Regions from separate parts of the Sus scrofa genome. Here all the other regions are linked to region 1. A link is a contact called in public Hi-C, HiChIP or PLAC-seq and promoter capture Hi-C data. All regions are on one chromosome and are shown on one strand. The core of a region is the stretch at or near the end of the contact, and the rest is flanking DNA. Distances in the headings are between cores, read along the strand shown.

Region 1 (2,742 bases), core at 173-2,672:
GGGGTCTCACTTCCTATACACCTTGAAAATTCCTTGCAAATACCTAAAGCACTCTCCCTAAAAGGAATTCTTAGAATCCTCTCCATTCTCTAACTCTCCGGCAATGTTTGGAGGCCTCCCGGGCTCTGGACATTCCAGATGCTCAGAAGATTGCCGGGAATATTTTTTTCTGGCTTGTAGGCCTCCAAACAAGAAAGAACCTGAGCACCCTCTCTCTGTGTTGCAGGCCTATCATCCTGGATCCGGCTGACCCCACCTACAATGTGGCCTATGGCTACAGATGGGACATAGTCAGTCAGAGGGCCAGACAGTGCCTGAAACAGTGCTGTTGCCATAACAACAAGAGCCCAGTCCCCCCGTGGTATATAAAGCCTTCCCACTACACTGCTTGCTTCAGAGTCTCAGCCAAAGGCTGTGACTGATTCCCTGGCAATAACAATTCAGGAATAAATAATCTTTGTTCATTCTCTTTTGGGTGGTCTTTGTTTCTTTCCACGGGCGCCAATGCTGTCCTAGAGATTATTGCTTAATCATTTGAGCCTCTTGGAGTATCTGTCATGGCTCAGAGGAAACGAATCTGACTGGTATCCATGAGGCCACAGATTCAATCCCTCGCCTCGCTCAGTGGGTATAAGGATCCTGTAATTGCCATGAGCTGTAGTGTAGGTTGAAGACTCGGCTCAGAGCCCTCGTTGCTGTGGATTCCACTCTTAGCCTGGGAACCTCCATATGCTGCAGTTTTAGCCCTAAAAAGACCCCCCCCCCCAAAAAAAATCATTTCATTTGCGCTTCTCAACGCTGAAAAGTGAGGACTGTGGGGAAACTGAGAAGATAGGCTAAGTCTGGGAGAGCAAGGATGACGCAGTGTTAAAAATCCCCTCAACTCCCAAAACATATGCACAAAGAGTATCTAATGGTCCAAGAACTTAAGGAAAGTAATAGTATCATTATTATCAAAGGACGTTATGTAATCAGATTTACTCCAATCAACCTATTAAAAGTTAGGTCTCATTTTCCTCATCAAGAAAAGGATGCGGGAGTTCCCATCGTGGCGCAGTGGTTAACGAATCCGACTAGGAACCATGAGGTTGCGGGTTTGGTCCCTGCCCTTGCTCAGTGGGTTAATGATCCAGGCGTTGCCGTGAGCTGTGGTGTAGGTTGCAGATGGGGCTCGGATCCTGCGTTGCTGTGGCTCTGGTGTAGGCTGGCGGCCACAGCTCCGATTAGACCCCTAGCCTGGGAACCTCCATATGCCGCCGGAGCGGCCCAAGAAATAGCAAAAAGACAAAAGAAAAGGATGCATTAGTTGATTTCTCAGGCACTTCCAGCTCTCACGTTTGAGGAAAACCTTAGGATAGTACAAGGCCAACGGCGACGTAAGTTTGAGAACTACAATACCCACAATGCCCTGCGCTCCCCTTCGCTCTTTGTGGGGTCATGGAGAAGGATCGCTCCAGGAGGCGCTCCCCACAATCCTTTGCGGTGACACAAGGTGGCGGCGCCCAGTGGTTCCATGAGCTACTTGGAGAGTAGTAGCAGCAGTAGCAGCGATGCAGAGGAGCTGGAGCGGTGCCGAGAGGCGGCAATGCCGGCCTGGGGTTTGGAGCAGCGCCCGAGAGGCCTGGAGAAGCCAAAAGCCGGTAGGGGACTATATTCGGGGAATCTGGCCGAAGGGCATAGGATCTTCTGCGGCCTGAGAGAATGGATGGTGAGGAGGGACTCGACTTCTTTCCCTGAGAAGTCTCTGGGGTCAGGGGTTCAGATTTAAAGCGCGGACAAGTACAGCAGGGAGAATCGTTCCATTATCCCATTCAGGGAAACCAAGGCACCAGGATGTCTCTTGACTCTGCTTCCTTGGGGTCCGTCCTAACTGTGACGCACTGGGCAGCCCTCTCCCTCTCCCAGATGACTGCAACAATCCCCTTCTCACATTCAGTCTTTTCCCGCTACCAACACATTCTCATACCCTGGGGCTGCCAGCGAACTGTACCCAACATGTATCTCTGATCCTGACTTCCTAGTGCCCTGGGAATAAATCCAACGCCTTTTAACATAAGGGTACCCAAATTATGGTCAGAATTCAGAGGGTCAGTGAATCTGAAAGGGAAAAATATTTCATTTATACTCTTATTAATCTCTGAAATTTAGCATCTGTTTTCATCATGCATGTGAACAACAAGCCACAGTAGTTTTGGCAATACCTGTTACTTACAAAAGCTACAGGTTTTCATATCTCGTTTCAGCCTTTGCAGATATATCAAAATATTTTATTCACAATAAAATGTTGAAAAAAATCATTTACACGCATCTCTGTAATTTCTTAGTTCTCTTATTGGCGCAGTGGGCACAAGGATCTGGAATTGTTGCAGCGGCTTGGGTCGCTTCTGTGACACAGGTTCAGTTCTTGGCCTGGGAATTTCCACATGCTGCAGGCCTGGCCAATAAAATAAAATAAAATTATGGTAATTTGTATACCCATTAGTAGATCTTATTTAATGCATTAATGAAGAAGTATATATATTAACAATAACACAAACTTGGTGTTTTTCTATTAACAATAAGTGAAGTTCATATCACTGGTCTTCTTTGTAATCCTATGTGTTATATTTTTTTGCATCTAAACTATTGCTCTGAGAAGGGATCCAGGCTTTACCAGACTGCCAGAGCAGACCATGGCAAAGCAAGGTTAAGAATCCCTGTTTTTTTTTTTTTTTTTTTTTTTTTTTTTTTTTTTTTAAAGGA
Region 2 (2,742 bases), core at 92-2,591, 490 kb after region 1:
TGGTACCAAATGTCAATAACACTGAGGTTAAGAAACCTTGCTGTATGGCTTCTAAGTCTATTGTACAAGAGTGGGAGTGGTGCTCAAAGACAGTGCTCTTGTTAAAAATACAGCAAGTAATGTAAAATACATTATTACACCTACATTGACAGCCAAAAGATGAAACAGTTGGGATGATAACTAGCGTAAAGGAGAGGAACAGAAGCTCAGTCTCTTCCTTATACAGCTAGTAAATGTCAGATGCCCAGGTCTTAGAGAAATGAACCCGGGGAGTTCCCGTTGTGGCGCAGTGGTTAACGAATCCGACTAGGAACCATGAGGTTGCGGGTTCGATCCCTGCCCTTGCTCAGTGGGTCAAGGTTCAGGCGTTGCCGTGAGCTGTGGTGTAGGTCGCAGACGCGGCTCGGATCCTGCGTTGCTGTGGCTCTGGCGTAGGCTGGCGGCTACACCTCCGATTAGACCCCTAGCCCGGGAACCTCCATATGCCGCAGGAGCGGTTCAAGAGATGGCAAAAAGACAAACAAAACAAAACAAAACAAAAAAAAGAAATGAACCCCCTTCTGACGTTGCCAGTCTAAGGGAGTTTCCCAAACCTCCAAGTTTTGCACAACGGACAGTTGTTTCAGAACAGTATCAGAAGGCAAAGGGTGGGATGACTCGGAAAAAGGAAAACCGAAGGGCATCTACCGTATGACCTTGAAGAAAACTGAGCCGTGAACCCCCGCCCCCCCAGTCTCAAGTTATCCTTCTGTAAAACTGGAGAAAATTCTGTTTGAAAAAAATAATAATAAACGACAATGTGTTTGAGAGGATTAAATGAGAAACTCTACACGCCCAACACCCACGCTTTTAGAGAATGAAGAACTAGGCCTAAGGGCTTTGGAATAAGAGGTGAAGAGACTGCAAGGGGTACCTTGGACCTGATGCGAAGATGGGGGTAGGGGACGAACTCGGGTCTCTCCTCCTCTGCGTGGTGCGACTTCAGGAAGACGTTCAGCATGCTCACTCCCACCCCGGGGAGTGCCACGAAATAGGTGAGGGTCTTCCACATGCGAGCTGCAAAGGGGGCACGACCACTCAGGCCTGGAGGGGACCCGCCCTGAGTCTCACCTCCCTCCCTCAAGGCCTCAAGCCAAGGTCATAGACCCGCCGCTCTTCGCTCGAGTGGGGCTGAGGCCCGCTCCGCGACCCCAGTACCAGTACCTGAGCCCTCCTCGCCATGGGCACTACTCGACATAGGCCGCCTCAGCTGCAGCTGGGAACGACGTAGCAGCCCAGACACCCTGGACCCAGCAGCTGCCGCCATTTTCGACCTAGATCACTTCGGCGCCGGAAGCGGAAGCAGAAAGAAGGGCTGGGGGGCGGGACCACAACCTCAAAAGGAAGTTCCTATTGGGCGGTGCCTAGTCCCAAAGAGCCTGCGCACTGTCCTCCGAGCCCAGAGTCCTTGTCCGAAAGCAGCCAGCCGCGGGGTTCGAGGGAGCATGTAGTCTGTACTCCTGAGAGTATCTGGTTTCTCCCCACCATCAGCACACGGGTGAGGTCAAGAGCAAAAGAAAGCTTTGCTGGGCACACTCTGGCATCCTAGATCGCTCCCTTCAATGAAATCCGTGCACAGTAACTGGAGATTCCTAGCACAAATCACCCTATCTAAAATGCCATTTCCAGAATTCCCTCTGTGGAACAATGGGATCAGCGGCGTCTTGGGAGCGCTGGGAGACAGGTTCGATCCCTGGCAGAGCATTGTGGGTTAAGGATCCGGCGTTGCCACAGCTGCGGCTTAGGTCACAGCTGCCGCTCGGATCTGATCTCTGGCCTGGGAACTCCAAATGCCACGGAGCAGCCAAAAAAAACCAATTCCATTTCCCCTCCTCCCCATCCTCTCTGACTCTGCCCTGTTTTTTTCGGGGCACTTGGACAAAATAATTGTCATATCTTTATTTTGTCGGCATCACAGATTTTATATTCTATTAGGGAGGACAAAGATTTTGCCGTTGCAGCATTCGCAGACTCAGGAATCCTGTCTAGCCAGTAGCATGTGCTCAACACAAGTTTGTTGAATGAATGAATGAGTGTGTGAATGAACAAATAGCAACGGGAAGAAAAAATTGTCATCTGTTATAGCTGATCTCTACAATTCTTTCCCACTCTTTTTTCTTCCTTCTACTCATTTAAAAGCAGTTTTACAAATAAAGATTTTAAATAGATACATAAGATAAAGTGAAGATCATCTTTTTCTTTGTTTGTTTGCTTGCTTTTTAGGGCCGAAACCGCAGTATATGGAGGTTCCCAGGCTAGGGGTCAAATCAGAGCTACAACTGCCAGCCTACACCACAGCCACAGCAATGCAGGATCTGAGTCTCGGCTGCGACCTGCACCGCAGCTCACATTGACGCCCGATCCTTAACCAACTGAGTGAGGCCAGGGGTGGAACCCTCCATCTCATGGTTACTAGTTGGATTTGTTTCTGCTGTGCCACAACGGGAACTCTGAAGGTAAACTTTTTGACCACAGGCTCTTTTAAGATTATGATGAAAGCTATGAATCCTTTTCCTTCTAAGAACACAGAGTTTAAGCACACAGTGTTGGGAGAAGAAGGCACTAGAAAGTACATCCACGGCCCCTCTAAGAGTCCTGTGCCCCAGATTAAGAATCCCTATATAGAGTATTAGACAGGGACTCTGGCACTGGAAGACTGGGTTCACGTTTTGTTTCTTTCCCTTACAGCCTGTATGACCTTGA
Region 3 (2,742 bases), core at 147-2,646, 420 kb after region 1:
GACACTATTCTAGCCTAAGATAGGGAAACAGGCCTGATGTGTAGCTGGTGCATAAAAGGTGTCAGAGAATCTCCTAAGTCCTTAGTTCAACTGGTTTCTAAGTTAATTTAATTCTCATTATCTCCACCCTTATAGGTAAAGAAATAGAGACACTCACTCAAGGTCTGGCAAACCTAAGACGACTGAGTCCAAAGCCTGCGCTCTTAACCGTTACTCCATAGTAAACGAAGCCATTCAAAGACAAGTCCTCTTCATCTGGGGAGATCCGGAACCAGGTAATTCAATAGGAGATTTGAGTTGACATATCCTTTGGCCCCACCCTCCCCTGTTTAAACTTGAACACTACCCAATGCTAATAACATTGAAGGGTAGATCAATTTAGTGGTTTTAGATGCGTGCACTGACAAACCAGGTTTTAGATGCGTCAGACAAACCAGGTCTTCAGGCCTGCTGCTAAGCACCTACTAGCTGGGTAACCTTACCTTTTATGAACCTCAGTTTCCTCGTCCGCAAAATGTGGTTAAGAATAGTACCCACTTCCCCGAGCGGTTTCGAGCATTAATGCAAAGATTTACGTAAACCACGCAGCACAGTACTCATTAAATGTTAACTAGAAGCAATGGAAGCCACGGAAAAGAAGGAAAAAACAAGAACGAGAGTAGAAAGCGGAGCCCTGTCCCTGGGTGACCCAGGAGACATTCGAGAGAGAATCCTCCCCAGTATTTAGGGGCAGTTGCCCCCCCGCCCACCGCCGTGGGAGCCCGCCCTTACCGCTCTTGGGTTTAGACTCGCCGGCCGGCCCCGCCGAGGCGGAGCGGGGCGGCTGTTGCCCTTTGCTGCTGCCCGAAGAGGTGGAGGAGCTGCTGGAGCCGCTGTTCTTGTCCATGTCGGAGGCGGTGGCGGCGGCGTTGGGGGAGCTCTGCGGCATCAACAGGGGCCTTGGCGGCGGCGGCGGTCGGAGCGAAGCGGGCGCGGCGGAGACCCAGGCTCATGGCGTTCAGGGCCGGCGGGGGTCGGCGGCGGCAGCGGTTCTCGGCCTTCATGGCGACATTTTTCCCTGTTTCCTTCCTTGGCTTCTCAAACTGGAAGGAGAAGCGGCGGGCGGGGCTGTTGAGCCCGGCGGCGGCGGTGACTGAGAAGGAGGAGGAGGCCGGGGCTCGGAGGTCCGGGCCGGGCCTGGCGGGGCGGAGGCTGCAGGGGAAGGGGAGGCGAGGGAAGGTGCGCGAGCCCCGCCGGCCGGCCGGACACGCTCTCCCGCCGCGAGGCAGGGGAGAGGGCTGGCTGTCTTGGTGCCGGGGACAGGTGTCTCCGACACAGCGATCGACACTCGCCTCTGGGCCGAGGCCGAGCTGCTCCGGGAATGGCGACGAGTCGCCAAACAGCATCTCGAAGAACCCGGATGGAGTGTATATATAGTGGCTCTGTGGGAGTGAGGCATACTGGGAAATGTAGTTTTCTTCCTACATCCGGGTACAGTGTCTTTTTTTGTTGTTTGTTCCTTTTTTCTCAGCAAAATGTGAGCGGTCTTAAAGAATGATGGGACTTGCAGTCCAGGTTTTAGTCTTAGTACACTAATATGCATAACAATAATATACACTAAAAATTCATCCAAACATTGAATACCTGTGGAACTCCTTTATTGAATAATTGTTAATTCATAGTTCTTATTCTAGATTTAATATCAATTTATTTATGGCTTATTCAATCTCCTGATAATGATAATAGTGACAATAATGACAATACATTACATTTAATATCACTCCACAGCACTTCCTCATACAATTACTTAATTTCATTGTTGTCTTTTATTAATATAAATCATTGTTAATATTTCACTTTATTGGTAATAACTGGTAATAATTATAGATATACTTGAGTGCTTACCATTAGCAGACACTGCTCTGTGCAGTTTATTTATCCTCACATTAACAACAAAAAAATTTTCTTTAGCCACACCTGGGGCATGCGGAAGTTCCTGGGGCCAGGGGTCAACCCCCCAAATAAGCAGTTCTCCATTTTACAGATATGGACACTTGAAGCTTAGAAAATCACATATTTATTTTAGAAATCATTTTATGTATTTTAGATACCCGTCTGTACTTTGAAAACAACCGTGGTAGCTTGAAAGTCAAAGGATCAAAGAAACACACCGTAAAAAAGATGTACAAATATTCTCATAAGTATAACAATAAATAAGGCTAACCTTAGCCAGTTAGAAACATATTATATGCCAGACACTGTGCTGAGAACAAGGAATTCCAAAATACATTAATGGAAGACTGTGGGAGTTCCCGCTGTGGCTCAGTGAAAGGAACCTGACGAGTATCCATGAGGATGCAGGTTGGATCTCTGGCCTGGATCAGTAGGTTAAGATTCTGGGGTGGCCGTGAGCTGTGGTGTAGGTCACAGACCCAGCTGGGATCCCACATTGCTGTGACAGTGGGTAGGCCGGCAGCTGCAGCTCAGATTGGACCCCTAGTCTGGGAACTTCCATATGCATGTGCAGCACTGGAAAAAAAAAAAAAAATCTACTCACTTATGATGGAGCAAGATAATGTGAGAAAAAAGAATGTATATAGGTATGTGTAACTTGGTCACCTTGCTGAACGGTAGAAAACTGACAGAACACTGTAAACCAGCTATAATGGAAAAAATAAAAATCATTATTAAAAAAACAAAACAAAACTGTGTCTGATCCCTCGCCCAGGACCTCCATAAGCTGAAGGGCAGCAAAAAAAGAGA
Region 4 (2,742 bases), core at 145-2,644, 330 kb before region 1:
TTTCTCCAGCTGTAAAATGGGCCTGCTAAACGAGCCACCTGCGGGCTATCAGGCAGAACAAATGAGAACCTGTGAAGCTGCTTAGAAAGTAAAAGGCAAGGTGCAGTGTCATTTTATGGAATCAAAATTTGGGCCCAGGTGGTTCTGTGCTTCAGTTTCCCAGTCGGTGGAGGAAGAAGAATACCGGTTCCTATCTACCACGTGTGTGGTGAGGATTCTGTGAGATAGATCTTACAAAGAGCTCAGCACTATGCCTGGTAATACATAGTAAGGGCTCCACAGATCTCAACTGTGATGGCAAAAATCCACCACTGCCAACAATATGAATTGGAGTAAAACACTCTGGAGTGTCGCTTCACCTCTCTTAGCCTCAATTTCCTCTGTAAGGTGGGAGTATAATGATAGTACCTGCTACATCAGTTTCCTCATCTGTAAAATGGGGGTGATAATACCTACCTCACAGGATTGTGTATAAGGATTAAGAAAAGTACTCAGTTACACTAGTGCTAGTGTCTTTTATCATCTTTATTATTTTTAACAAATTCCTCATTGAGCGTTTCCAAAATGAAGTGAAACAATGCAGACAGTGCACCTAGCTTGTGCTACCAAATATGTGCTCAATAAAATGGTACTGGGTTTTCACTCCTGTTTCCCGAAAAAAGGAACTACAAATACCAGCATGCCCTCTGGCCCCAGTCGGGGATCCTACGATCGGCGCCGGTGCGCTGCATGACGGGAGTTGTAGTCCTTGAGACGCAGACCCCGCCTCGCCCCGGCTTGGGGGAGGAGGTTGGAGAGCCGCCCTGCCGGCCTTTGAATTTTGCCGCGAAAAGCGCGCGTGGCGGCCCCCGGCCCCGCCCCCCGCAGGACGCGGCTCCGCGTCACCCTGGTAACCGCCTCTTGGCCGCCGCTGATTGGGCCAGACCTTAGGGGGCGGGCAGGGGGCGAGACGCGGCTGCCGCTGCCGGCGTTAGAGCCTGTCAGTCGGGCCGGAGCGGAGCAGCGGGCGGGACAGCCGGGCTGGTGACTCCGCGAAGAGGCTCTGCGCGGCGCCCGGGGGAGGCGAAGAGCCGGGTACGCCGCCTGTAGGGCGCGGCGCGCGGCACCTGGGCACGAAGCGAGACGAGGCGCTGGCGTGCGTCAGGCGGTGAGAGGCTGAGGCCCCGGGAGCCCCCGCGCGCCGCCCGGGGCCAGGGGCGCGTGAGAGCCCAGCGCGAGCCGTCCCTGCTGCAGCTCCGGAGCTCGCACGCCCAGTGCACCATCCTCCGGGCCGTCTCCACATCCACCCTGCGCCACCTGGACTGGTTATTTCTCGGCGCCGAGGCCCCCGGGGCTGCACCCGAGCCTCCACCGCCCGCTGCCACCACAGCGGCTTGCCGCTGCTCTCCGGCTTCCCCTCCCCCAACACCCGGGGCTCCGAGCAGGAGGAGGAGGGGCTGGTGCATTCTCGCCGCCGTTCTTTGCAACCTGCGGGGGCCGGTGCATGCCCAGCGAGGAGCCGGGCCGCTGCAGGTGCGTTCAACCTCAGAGGAGACGACCCCCCCCACCCCAGGCGAACCTGGGGGCTGCAACCCACCGGCAGGCGGTCGAGCGAGAGGAAGCAACAAAGACAGGCTGCAGCTGGGGCCGGCGAGAGGGGCCGCGGCCGCCGGGCTCCTGGTGCGGGCGGAGAGGGCGCCCGGGGGAGCGGCGCCGGGCGGAGCTGCAGCCCTAAGCTGGACCCGGAGGGGAGGCACAGCGCCGCCCGCCGGACGCGGTGAGCACAGGCCCCGGGGAGGATGCGCTGCCTGAGCGCCCGCGCGGCCCGGGTCGCGGGCGGGCGCGACCCCCACTGAGCCGAGAGAATCCCCACCCTCGACTTCGGACGGCGCGAGCCGGCGCCTGGATCGACCTCACCGACAGCGTTCTTTCCCACCTAGAGGGAGGCATCGGCCCCCAAGGGGGGATTCCTCAGGCAGCCTTTGCCACCTCTGCATGGCTGCGACCCGGCGAGAGGAGAGTTGTGGCCGCTGAGACCTGGTGTCCTTCGACGGCCTGGCTGATTCGGTGAGTTCCGCGGGGCAGGGTTCCGGGGCAGAGCTGGGGGCACCCGCTGGGCTGGCGTCGGGGCAGCCGGATTGAAAAAAAGAGGCCCTGGGCTGTTGGGGATCCTGAAGCAGCGATGCCCCTTGTCTTACCCTCCCCCCCGCCCCCACCTCCCCACACACAACTTGCCTAGTCCGGCCTCCCGGCCGGAGCTGACCCTGGAGGCCCGTCGTGAGGACTCCGGTGGAGTTCTGGGTGGGGCGTGTGCTGGAGAGGAAAGGTCACCCCACCTCTAAAGCCAACAAAGGTAGCAGCTCAGTCATCTGAAAATTCCCTGGCAACTCTAGCATCTTAGAGGGGTTGGGGGGGCTCCCAGAATGGGACACCTTGGGCTTCTCCCAACTAGCCTCTGAAATCTTCCAGGGACATCAGCTTAGAGAGGTACTGCAGAGTCCCGACCACGCAGGTGGCTGTATTGAGGATTGTGCTGAGGCTAGGCAGTAGCAGGGTCCCCCTTACCGCCGGCGTTCCTACCAAAAACTCGCAGGAAAGAGGGGTTCCCCAGTGGGGCCACGGCTGTGACGTCACTGCCAGACCTCTGATGTCACTGGGGTTGCCTTGGCGACGTGACTTGTCTGCACACCCCCTCCCCCAGGCCGGAGGGGGCAGAGTGGTGGTAACCTGGAATGAGGCTGGATGCCTTTGGGTAGTGGAGGG
Region 5 (2,742 bases), core at 177-2,676, 300 kb after region 1:
ATTGCCGATTTGGCAGCTTCTGAACCCAGCATACAGCATAAATCTCCTTCCAACACATGAAGCAAGAACTTCCTTCTTAAACCTGTTTTCCAATCCTACTGACAGAAGACAGAGAGTCCAGAGCAGATATTCCCAGAGTCGTCTGGCATGACCTACATCATAAGGCCCTGGTGCAGAAACCTGGGTTTAATCTACAGGTCTAAAATTTTCATTTTTCACCCGCTCTCCTGGCAGTTCTTACACTGACTTTGAGAACTGTTCGGCTCTGTAAAAATGACTGCTGTTCTATCAATTAAATCAAATCATTTTCCCCATAAGATGGAATCACACCTCTCAAGACCACTGAGGGTAGGTTCTCTGCACTGGCGGATAGAATATTCGGATCTTACACTGACTGACCCAGTTGAAACACCACCAGCCTCCTGCGCAGTAAGGTTTCAATATAACCACCCTCTAGGGAGGGCCTGCAGCTTCTACTTTTAAGCACACACACCCTCCTCGCTCCAAAGGGGGGTGGGGGAGGAGGCTACAATCAAAACTTTCCTGGCCTATCCTCTTCAAAATTCCTTTTTTTTCTGGCTAAGAATCAAGCCCAGCTCCTGCACAAGAGATAAGAAAAGTGGCCGATTTCTGGGTCGGCAGGAATCTACCAGAAACTGACTTGAAAGGAGAGCAAAACCACCAGGAGAGAGACACCGATAACCGAAAAACCTGTGAGGCCTCGAGGTGGCAATAGGCCGCCCTCGTCTTTACTTTCCCAGCTCCCGTGGAGGTGAGAGGTTACGAAAATGCAGAGTGCGAGGTCCAAATATAACTTCTCGCCAACTCTGACTCTAAGGCTCTTGGTAGCTTCAAATCAGCACCAAGCTCTGGGCTCTTATCGGGTCACCGAGGAAACAGTAGAGAGAAACTTCACTCCAGAGACGTGGCTTGGGCTTGGGGCCCGCAGCCCTCGGCGTGCTGCGCCCGGCAACGCAGGCCCAGGATCCAGAGACTCTACCGAGGGGCTCTCACCTCGGCCCACCCGGCCTTCCAGAGGGTCCTTGCGGAAGTGGATCCCGTGCACGTCCACATGCGCCTCCCCGCCCGCGTTAACGGCCCAAATCACGCTCTCGGGCAGCCCGGCCCCCGCCAAGCCAACCACGCCGAACCCCGGCTCCCGGAGCGCCGGCAGCAGCAGGAGGAGCAGCAGTCGCAGGAACGCCACAGCGGCTCCCTCAACCGCCCGGGCGCCCAGCATGGCGGCCACCACAGCGGGGGCAGCCTCCGCCGAGCCTAGTTCTCAGCCGGCCGCCAGGCCGCCCCGGACTCAGAAAAACAGCGCCACGGGCCGCTGTGCCTCAGCTGCTGGGGACATGTCGCTCTCAGGCCTCTTTCTCAGCCACGGTGCCGCCTCCCACCTTGGGAACAACCTACCCCAGCGCCCAGCCCCCGGCCACGACCCTGCATCCAATCAGCGCCCAGCCCTCATTAATTATCCACCACCCCGCCGGGAGGCATCCTCCCATTGGCTGCCACACGCGAGAAGGGGCGTGGCTACTCCCAGGCGCCAGCCCAACCATCAGGCACGAGAGGGAGCGCGCGCAGAGGTTGGGAGTTCGGTTGAAGCGGCGGTTCAGTGCGGAAGTGGTAGGGTGCAGCGCCCAGGCGGCCCCGGAATTCCGCAGCTGAATAAGAAAGGTGGACTGGGGGGAAGGTTTAGGGTAGGGCGCACTGACACGTCGCCAGCACTTCCGGTGCTCCAGATTTGGGGGACTGAATAGGTTCCTGAGGGGGCGTTACTGACTTTCCCGCCCCCTCTTTCTCTGGGCATAAACATAAGCTCTAGGAAGAGCAGTGGACATCTTCCGACCTGAGACTTAGTCTTTTTCGCTGAGTGAGGCATAAAACCCGTCCTCCCCCAGAAAGGCCACAAGCACAGGTTTTTCAGGGAAAGGGTCCCACGAGGACGAGATCCCGCCCCCACCCCTAAGAGGATTCGGGGCTGGTGGTAGCGTCCAGATAGCCGTCCAATCAGAAGCCTCCAACGCAGCGGAAACGCGTGGCTTTTGGGGGCGGGGCTCCAGGCTACCCGGGTTTCCATGGCGACAGCTGTGAAGGGGCGGGGCTGGGGCTTTCCCGGCCCAGGCAAAGGGACCGGAGGGCGCTTCTCTAGCTGGAGGTTCAGCAAAGGCTTGATCACTGGTCCCACCCTGCTCTGGCAGTTTATCCAGCGCTCTCCTCCCTTCGCGATCCCTTTGCCGTGGTCGCTGCCAGAACTCCCACCTCTCGGATGAACTGTGTCTCAGGAGCCGAGTATTGCCCAAGGGATCACATCGCAAGTTTAGGGCGGAGCCAAAGCAAAATCCCGTTTGTTCCACAAATATTTATCGAGACCCTTCTGCTAGATTTAGCAGATAAAACACAGGAAGCCCAGTTAAATTTGAATTTCAAATAAGTGGAACATACTTAAGCTAAAAATAATTTATTGTTTGCCTAAATTCAAACTTAACAGAGTTTTTTTGCTTTTTATCTGACAACCCTGCCTACTACCTGCCAGGCAATTTGTTTTGTGCAACGACGAACGAAATCACACCCAGGGTCCAAAATGAGAATCACAGCCCCGGGAGTTTCCGGTGTGGCTCAGCGGGTTAAGAACCTAACAGTAGTATCCACGAGGATGCAGTTGGATCCCTGGTCTTGCTCCTTGGGTTAAGGATCAAGCATGCTTTGGGGCACATATGGCAGCGAACTTCCATGTGC
Region 6 (2,742 bases), core at 144-2,643, 260 kb after region 1:
CAGTCCCGAGGCCAGAGAGCTGCCAGTGAGAAGAACAGGAGTCAGTGGAAGGGGGACCCAAGAGGTCTTGTGTAATAATAATAATAACAAGAGTTCCCACTGTGGATCCTCTGACTAGTGTCCATGAGAATCCGGGTTCGATCCCTGGCCTCACTCAGTGGGTTAAGGTTCCGGTGTTGCCATGAGCTGAGGTGTAGGTCGCAGAGAAGGCTCAGATCCCCCGTTGCTGTGGCTGTGGCTGTGGCCAGCAGCTGCAGCTCCAATTTGACTCCTAGCCTGGGAACTTCCATGTGCCACAAGTGTGGCTCTAAAAACACAAATAATAATAAGGATCCACTAACTGGGTGGTTCTCCAACACAGACGATATTCTCCCCCAATAGCAGAGTAGAATGCTATTGGTATGGAGTGTCTAGAGGCCAGAAACACTGCTTAACACTGTACAGGACAGATACTACAACAAAGAATTATGGGCTCCAAATATCAATAGCACTGCTGTTGAGAAATGAACTGAATGTTTACTCTGCTTACTAAACACTTTGTACAACCATCCGACTCAGTTGTCAATACAACACCAATAATAAGAGCACAGCTCTGTGACCTGAGGCAAGGATCTTAACCTCACTGAGCCTGGGTTTTTCTAAAATGCAGAAGAAAACAGCATTCAGCTCCTGGGCTGGGAGGGCAAAGAGTCACTAACTATAGCACTCAGCACAGGCTCTGGCAGAGACAGCTCTCAATGAGGGTTCCCTTTATTGTTTGTATTTGGGGTAAGTGGGTCTTGACCAGGCTAAGGAAGCCCTGGCCACAAGTGTCACTGCTGCCACTGCTGGAGAGAAATGAAAATATGGGAAAGGTACTGCATGAAATCATCAACGAGCGCTAATACTTACTGAGCACCTGTAATATGCCAGCACTGTACTAGTGTTTTACCTACTCTGGGATTTAATCCTTATAACAGCCCTATGAGAATAACAGTAATACACTGGCCATTTTAGACATGGGGCAGCTGAGGCTGACAGGGGCTGAGCGTCTGCCAAAGGTCACATATTCAGAGTCTGGGTTCAATTCCAGGCCTGGCTTCTAAAGAAGGGCGCACCTTCAAGCTCCGCGGAGGGTCAACGAGGGAAAGGGGATGTGGATGCAGCGGTGGGAATTGGGATAGCGGTCAGAGAAGGGGTGAGGTTACGCAGGCGCGAGGAGCAGCCTAACTGGGGCAAAGGCCGCGCGCAACCAGAGGAGAATCACCCGCAGGCCGCAGGGGAGAACAGATCGCCGGGACGCAAGCCCGACGGCGGACAGGGTCGCGGTCCCTCCCCACTGTGTGGAGGCGGATTGCACTCACCTCCGCGGACAGGGCCGCAGGCTCGGGCGAGCAGCGCGGCAGCCATGAAGGACTGAGACCGGAGTCAGGTGACAATACTGCACTGCTACCCGGAGACCTCTCAACAGTGAGCAAGGTTCCGGGTCGCGGGGGGCGGGGCCGGCGCGAGCCAAAGGCCACGCCCCTCAGGCATCGGGGGCGGGTCCTCCCGAGTCCCGCCTCCCTCCCAGGAGCTAAAATTTAACTGTCCCGCTTTCGGAGTGCACTCAGGATTTTTAAACTCTTCGAGGGTGGGCTGATCTCTCCTAAAATCCAGTTTAGCTGAGTGAGATGCCCTCTGGGGCCTATGCCCTCTACTTCCCCGACTCCGCGCCCACCACGCACTTGCTATCCTTGCTCCAACCTCACGCAGTAAAAATGTCTGTAAAGCCCCAGGCTAGCATTATGGTTCGGCTATGTAGGCGTTCATAGTTAGTGTTTGCGAGGCAGAATATCATAGAGGATGTTAAGCCGTGGCCAGTTATTAGAGCTGTTGCTCCTATAAAGCTTCATGGGGTTTGGATTAGGATTGCTGCAATTACAAGTGCTATATGACTTAACTGATGAGAAAGCGACTAGGGATTTCAAGTCGGTTTGGTGTAAGCAGGTTGAGCTGGTTATGATTATGCCTCAAAGGGAGAGTATTAAAAATGGTAGGCTGGAGTTCCCATCGTGGCACAGTGATTAACGAATCCGACTAGGAACCATGAGGTTGCAGGTTCGATCCCTGGTCTTGCTCAGTGGGTTAAGGATCTGGGATTGCCATGAGCTGTGGTATAGGTTGCAGACGCAGCTCAGATCCTGTGTTGCTGTGGCTCTGGCATAGGCTGGCGGCTACAGCTCCGATTAGACCCCTAGCCTGGGACCTCCATATGCCGCAGGAGTGGCCCAAGAAATGGCAAAAAGACAATAAAAAAAAAAAAAAAAAGGTAGGCTATAAAGTTTGTTAGTGGGTTAAGAATGGTGGTTACCTGCAGTATGTAGTAGCCTCCCAGTTTTAGCAGGACAGCTGCAGGTACTATTGAGCCTACTCATGGGGCAGCTCCAGCACCTCTGTCAGGTTCCTGCCTCTGGCCTTTTGCAGTCATCCTTCCCTCAGCTAGAGCGCTCCTTCCCTTCATCACTCACTGAGACCTCCCCTGACTTCGGGATGCCAGTGTTTCCTCCCACACACTCTCCATCCCATTATTGTATTTATTCCTGGTAGGTAGCACCCGAAATCTTATCAAATCCCCGCCTATTCTTGTGCCAAGAGGTTGCAAGGGAGTTGGGTTGCTGGGAGGAAGATTTCTTTCCCTCAAAGGGCATGAAGGTAGGGTGGCACTGCTGCTTCCCTGTCCTGGTATGGTCTCACTCCTACCTGTGGGGCAGAGGCCCCTCG

What was found. Promoter capture Hi-C pulls out the DNA fragments that hold promoters and counts their contacts. A called contact is a pair of places that touch in the nucleus more often than the background predicts. HiChIP or PLAC-seq counts read pairs in DNA pulled down with a chosen protein or histone mark.
Region 2: a Hi-C map of skeletal muscle shows a contact between it and region 1, with 4 times the contacts expected there. The contact joins the promoter of COX6A1 here to the promoter of C14H12orf43 in region 1. A contact is called at or near these places in 2 of 5 promoter capture datasets (fetal liver and liver) and 2 of 47 Hi-C or Micro-C datasets (heart right ventricle and skeletal muscle).
Region 3: a promoter capture Hi-C map of liver shows a contact between it and region 1, with 5 times the contacts expected there. The contact joins the promoter of RNF10 here to the promoter of C14H12orf43 in region 1. A contact is called at or near these places in 1 of 5 promoter capture datasets (liver) and 1 of 47 Hi-C or Micro-C datasets (heart right ventricle).
Region 4: a contact with region 1 is called in a Hi-C map of liver, with 7 times the contacts expected there. The contact joins the promoter of FAM222A here to the promoter of C14H12orf43 in region 1. A contact is called at or near these places in 5 of 47 Hi-C or Micro-C datasets (heart right ventricle, liver and skeletal muscle).
Region 5: a promoter capture Hi-C map of liver shows a contact between it and region 1, with 3 times the contacts expected there. The contact joins the promoter of MLEC here to the promoter of C14H12orf43 in region 1. A contact is called at or near these places in 2 of 5 promoter capture datasets (fetal liver and liver) and 1 of 47 Hi-C or Micro-C datasets (heart right ventricle).
Region 6: a contact with region 1 is called in an H3K27ac HiChIP or PLAC-seq map of alveolar macrophages. The contact joins the promoter of ACADS here to the promoter of C14H12orf43 in region 1. A contact is called at or near these places in 1 of 5 promoter capture datasets (liver) and 1 of 2 datasets of contacts at active chromatin or transcription factors (alveolar macrophages).

What each region holds. Positions count from the first base shown.
Region 1 is chr14:40,897,777-40,900,518 of Sscrofa11.1, reverse strand. C14H12orf43 reads left to right here and starts at 1,422. Exons shown (of 6, transcript XM_001929089.4): 1 at 1,422-1,640. The coding sequence starts at 1,514. OASL (2'-5'-oligoadenylate synthetase like) reads left to right here. Exons shown (of 5, transcript NM_001031790.1): 5 at 227-469. The coding sequence ends at 422.
Region 2 is chr14:40,407,199-40,409,940 of Sscrofa11.1, reverse strand. COX6A1 (cytochrome c oxidase subunit VIa polypeptide 1) reads right to left here and starts at 1,341. Exons shown (of 3, transcript NM_001190221.1): 1 at 1,204-1,341; 2 at 914-1,056. The coding sequence starts at 1,306.
Region 3 is chr14:40,479,893-40,482,634 of Sscrofa11.1, reverse strand. RNF10 (RING finger protein 10) reads right to left here and starts at 1,396. Exons shown (of 17, transcript XM_013982944.2): 1 at 772-1,396. The coding sequence starts at 928. It overlaps COQ5 (2-methoxy-6-polyprenyl-1,4-benzoquinol methylase, mitochondrial), which reads left to right and starts at 2,049. Exons shown (of 7, transcript XM_003483435.4): 1 at 2,049-2,742.
Region 4 is chr14:41,232,511-41,235,252 of Sscrofa11.1, reverse strand. It overlaps FAM222A (protein FAM222A), which reads left to right and starts at 1,394. Exons shown (of 4, transcript XM_021072447.1): 1 at 1,394-1,512; 2 at 1,920-2,046.
Region 5 is chr14:40,600,666-40,603,407 of Sscrofa11.1, reverse strand. MLEC (malectin) reads right to left here and starts at 1,426. Exons shown (of 5, transcript XM_001928694.6): 1 at 1,015-1,426. The coding sequence starts at 1,240.
Region 6 is chr14:40,641,566-40,644,307 of Sscrofa11.1, reverse strand. It overlaps ACADS (acyl-CoA dehydrogenase, C-2 to C-3 short chain), which reads right to left and starts at 1,393. Exons shown (of 10, transcript NM_213898.1): 1 at 1,344-1,393; 2 at 1-19. The coding sequence starts at 1,389.